2 separate regions of the Sus scrofa genome follow, and region 1 is linked to region 2. The links are chromatin contacts, called in public Hi-C maps. All regions are on one chromosome and are shown on one strand. The core of a region is the stretch at or near the end of the contact, and the rest is flanking DNA. Distances in the headings are between cores, read along the strand shown.

The links. A called contact is a pair of places that touch in the nucleus more often than the background predicts.
Region 1: a Hi-C map of alveolar macrophages shows a contact between it and region 2, with 2.5 times the contacts expected there. The contact joins the promoter of ZMYM1 here to the promoter of SMIM12 in region 2. A contact is called at or near these places in 5 of 47 Hi-C or Micro-C datasets (alveolar macrophages, embryonic fibroblasts, epiblast stem cells and 1 more) and 1 of 2 datasets of contacts at active chromatin or transcription factors (alveolar macrophages).

Annotation. Positions count from the first base shown.
Region 1 is chr6:91,310,885-91,313,584 of Sscrofa11.1, reverse strand. ZMYM1 (zinc finger MYM-type protein 1) reads right to left here and starts at 1,431. Exons shown (of 11, transcript XM_021095889.1): 1 at 1,274-1,431.
Region 2 is chr6:91,112,386-91,115,085 of Sscrofa11.1, reverse strand. It overlaps SMIM12 (small integral membrane protein 12), which reads left to right and starts at 1,400. Exons shown (of 2, transcript XM_003362205.4): 1 at 1,400-1,601.

The sequences.
Region 1 (2,700 bases), core at 182-2,681, 200 kb before region 2:
CAAAGAAATCTTCTAAAAGGTTAAATTTCAACTAGGTTTTAGTTTACTTTTTTAATTTTAATTTTTTTAAGGCCGCATCTTTGGCATATGAAAGTTCCTGGGCTAGGGGTCGAATGGAAGCTGCAGCTGCTTTATAGCAATGTCAACACCAGATCTGAGGCTCATCTGTGACCTATGCCACTGCAGCAGCACCAGATCCTCTGAGTCCAGGGATAGAACTGCATCCTCAAAGACACCATGTTGGGTTCTTAACCTGCTGAGCCACAAGGTAAACTCCCTTGAGCTGGGTTTTAAAGTAGGGGTCTGGAGTTTCCCAGTGGCTCAGCAGGTTAAGGATCCAGCGTTGTCACTGCTGCGGCTGGCTGGGGTCGCTGCTGTGGGGAGGGTTTGATCCCTGACAGGAGAACTTTGGCATGTGTGGGAGCTGTCAAAAACAAACAAGCACCACCATAAAGGAGCTGTCTATGAAACAATGATGGGGGATAGTCAAGGTATAGGGATAGCTTGTGGAAAAACACAAACATATGAGAATTTTAAGAAATGAAGTTATTGTTGAAGATAAAGTAAGCGTGATAGTGGAAGGAAATTAAGTTAGAAAAGCATGGGTCATATCGGGAAGATCCCTGAACACCAAAAACCTTGAACTTAATTTTGTACATAGAAACTTTTGGCGTTAAGGAATCATTTCATTTGTATTTTTTTTTAATCTAAAAATTTATTTAATGCTCTTGCCTCAACCTAAGAGTTAAATGGGCAAAGTGTTGATTCCCGCTTCCATCACGGTTAAGAGTAATACAGTTCTTGCACCTTCATCTAATCCCCATTTCAAATCAGAATACAGCACGAGCCAAGATTTTAAAGTAATTAAAAATAAAAAAAACTTCTTTTGGCTCAGATCCTGTTACAACTCTACTTGCAAAAGGAGTTCCACGATTTTTTTAAGTTTGAAAAAAAATCATTCATTGCTTAACGAAGGAGAGCCACAGGTGTGATCAAATGTATGCTTTAGAAGCGGAAGCCGAGGAGGGAGACCAAAGGCTGAAATCCCAGTTACACCGCAGGAGCAGCAGGCGGCCGGCGAGAAACGTTGGAAGCTGTAGACCACGACACCCTACTCGGAGCGCAACGTGAAAGGAGACGACAAACACGACCCGGCGGCGTGACCCTGAACGCCCACCCCCATAAGGCGACATCCACACGCAGGCCGGGTCCCCAGAACCCGGGCCTCCCGGACACTTCATCCTCCCTCCGACTGGCGAAACTCTCCACCTACCTCGGGTAAAGCACAGGACTAAAGACCAACGCCACAGCCGCTCAAGGAGGTTCACAAGTTTCGCTGAAGGACGTTCACCGCGCCAGGATTCTCAAAGAAACTGCGACGCGAAATGGTCACACAGACCCCACCCCCTTCCCGTAGTGCTTTGCGGCCGAGCCTGCGCAGTGCACTCCGCTGGGCTTGGCTCCTGCTCCAGCAGTCGAAAAAGGAGGCTTTGGGACTAGAAAAGGGGTGGGAGAGGGGCGGGTTGGACTGGGCGGATAGGCGCTTAGCTATTAGCCCTTGAAGCCTTGTCTAGATGGCAGTCAAATTTAGCTAGAGCAGCAGCCGACGTTGACTTAGATAGAGCTCAGGAGAGGCAATTACATTTACTGAATTCGAGATATGGCTCTGTTGGCAACTTCGGTAACATACCAATTTCTTCACCAATTATCTCGGGATAATTATAGTGCCTACAGTATAAACTTGCGAAGATTAGGAAGATAATGGTTAGGAGTTCCCGCCAGTTCCTGGCATGGCGGGTTAAGGATGTCACCTTGCTGCACGTGGCTTGAATTCAGTCCCTAGCCCAAGAACTTCCACATGCCTTTGAGTGTGTCCAAAAAAAGAAAAGGCAATGGTTAGTAAAGTGCCAGGTATAGAGTATATTCCCACCAAAAAGAATTAATCTGCAGAGATAATGATAGGGATAGAATAGGATAGTTACACAGGTAGTTGTAGAAGTCCCACTAGGGGATTATATATAGGGAAAACTAAGGAACTTTGGGAGATCACTGTAAGTTAATAATTACTCAGGAAAGCCATCAGAATGTGGTGGAATGAAGCAGGTGTGCTTACCTATAAAACCATAAATAGAAGCATGATAAAGATGAAATGGGACCTACATTCAAGTTCAGCAAAAATAATGATCCTTAGGCTCAAGGACAGGAATTTAAGCTAAGGATGATATTCCAAAATAGGAGACCCTCATTATACAGAAACCTGAGATGATTCAACATATTTTAGTTTATGTTAGGTCCCTTCTGCTGATTTGAATAAGCACCACGAAAATCCTAGTTTGATCTCATAGGGTCAAATACTCTCTTACCTGATACAAAGGAGGAGCTAATGCTGTAAGCCTGAAAAATAAGGAAGAAGGAGGTCTTCTTCCCCTCCCCACTTTCCTTGGATTGTAATCTGATCCTAATCCTCAGGACAGAACCACCCCATCTGCCTGCTTGTATCCCTCACTGTCCTAGCCCAAGCTAGGGGTCCAATCAGAGCTACAGCAGCAGCAACACCAGATCCGAGCCACTTCTGCGACCTGCACCACAGCTTAAGGCTGTGCCAGATCCTTAACCCACTGAGCGAGGCCAGGGATAGAACCCGCAACCTCATGGTTCCTAGTCAGATTCATTTCTGCTGAGCCACGAAGGGAACTCCTC
Region 2 (2,700 bases), core at 151-2,650:
TCCACTTCCACTGTCAGATCTTAGTATTGAGATCACAGGGGAAGTGTATCTAAAATGATAATGCACTCTAGGAGGCTTCCTACCAAGGTGTCCCTAAAGCTTGAAAAAAAAAGCCAGAGCTACTTTGTATTAAAAAAAAAAAAAAAAAAAAAAAAAAAAAAAAAAAAAGGTGGTTGGCGTTTCCTTGTAGTGGGTTAAGGATCTGGTGTTGTCACTGCAGCAGCTGGCTCCGGTCACTGCTGTGACAAGGGTTCTATCTCTGGCTAGAGAACTTCCACATGGCACTGGCGTGGAAGAAGCTCTTAAAGATTAAGAAGCATAAATAAATAAATAAATAAATAAATAAATAAATAAATAAATAAATGTGGGAAGGGGGCTCCAGGTAGATGAGAAAGCATAACTAAGGGCACAGAGATATAAAGCAGTTTGGTCCACATGGGGAAGTAGAAGGGGTTTAGCATGTGTTAGGAAAGACAGATAAGCCTGGCTGAGACTAGTGGAATAAGGATGGAACAGCAGGGCTAGGTGTGCAGGGATGGGGGGGTGGGCATTACGGAACTAAGCTTTGGTGTTATTTTCTATAAAAACAGACATCTGTACAAGGTGCAGTGGGGACACAGAGGAGAGAGTGAATACTTGTACCTGAGAGGTCAGGTAAAACTTAGGTTTTACTATATTTCAATTATTTGTATACTAACAGTAGTATCATTTATTTCCCTGCTTGCTACGTGCTGGCTCAGCACTTTGCATACATTATCTCACCTAACTCTCACAACATCCTTGAAATAGGTGTTATTACCTTTATGCATAAAAGGGAAAGGAGGGGAGTTCCCTTCGTTGCTCAGTGGTTAACGAATCCGACTAGGAACCATGAGGTTGCGGGTTCGATCCCTGGCCCTGCTCAGTGGGTTAAGGATCTGGCGTTGCAGTGAGCTGTGGTGTAGGTTGCAGACGTGGCTCGGATCCCGGATCCTGCGTTGCCATGGCTCTGGTATAGGCCAGTGGCTACAGCTCCGATTAGACCCCTAGCCTGGGAACCTCCATATACCTCAGAATCGGCCCTAGAAAAGGCAAAAAAGACAAAAATAAATAAACAAATAATTAATTAAATAAAAGGGAAAGGAGTCTCAGATTAACAATGTTCCCAAGGTCACATGGCTAGAAAACTGGACTAAATCAGAAGAATTCTTAAAAGTTCTGCATTATACTCTGCTGAGACCTTCTTGAGGCCAAGGGTTATGTCTTTTATTTTTCTGTGCCCAGACCTAGGGCTTAGAAGACGCCTAATAAACATCCGTTGAATACAAGGAGGCATGACCTTCCACTTTCTCCGCGCGAAAGCCCGTGGTGACGTCACTGTGAAACCTCCCAGCCGGTAGGGGGCGCTGTATCCATTTCAGCTCAGCGCGGCCCGCGGCGTAGCCTAGCTTTCCCGGTCCTTTGGCTGGAGTTCAGCCAATCCCGGCGCTCCGAGGGAGCCGGCGCCGGTGAGCGGGGTCCCGGGGCGAGGCCCCGCGGGTTCCTGGGATTGGCGACGTTGGTGCTCCCGGCGCGCCAGTGGAGGGCGGGAGCCCGACGGAGGAGTGTGGGCTGCGGGGCAGGTAAGCGAGCGTCCCGGCGGGCAGTCCTTCCCCCGTGAGCTGTTGCAGGGCCGCTTGTTGCTATGACGACGGCTCCTGGCCTTGATCTCTGAGTTAGGGGAGGGGTGATGGCGAGCGTCAGCTCCGGCCCTGGCCAGGCCTAACGGCTCCCTCTCTTCCTGGGGCTCAGCGTCGGAGTCTCAGCGCCCTGCAGACACGGAGGCTGGGGCTTCTTGGCCTCAGGCACGTGAGTGAAGAAGGACGCTGACGAGGCCGTCAGTCTGGTGGGATCGGCGCAGGGGCCCGGGAACCCAGAGGAAGGAGGAGGACAGACCCTTGAACCCTGACCTCTTTGTGTTTTCATACCTGCTTTGGGTGCGAGTGACCGTCAGGATTAATTCTACCCACTCATGTCTCCCCTCCTCTCCCCTGCATTCCTCAAATTTCGGACTGCGGCTTCGCGTCTCACTGGGCCTCCGGACTCCCGCACAAGAGCGGGTTTCCCGGCAACCCGTTTGACCTTTCCCGGACACTCAGGCTCCCTCCGTGCGGGGCTGGAACTGTGCGTCACGGTGTTTACCAGACAGTTGCTTCTTTAGTTTTGATAATCTGGGGATGACTTGTTAGAGTATTTAGTCTCATGTAATCAGCAAAGATACCAGTTGTGTATTCCTGCCGCCTTTTGAAAGCGGGTGGATGGATGACTACTGTGGTTTTAAACTAATGAGTTGCTTGAGCTCTCATTCATTCGACACACTTTTTGACACTTAGTGCCAGGAGGGGTGGGAGCGGTGGGGGATGGATAGGGCACAGTGGGGACGCACAAACCTGAGCCTTGCCCTCTTGGAGCGTGAAGAGAAATAGGAATAAATGGGGTAGGCCGGCTCACTGTGTGACACAGAGAAAGTGGTTATAAGTGTTGAATAAATGAGTAGATTAATTTATTTGGGAATGATTAGAATGTGAACAGTAGACAGAGGTAGAGCTTGTACTGCACATGAGATATAATATTAGTTGTGGACTCATGCTTCATATGTTTTAAGACAAATTGGAAATCTGAATGGAGAGTGGCTGTTGAGGGAAAGTGTTTGCTAGAAGAGAACTTGTTTACAAGGTAGGA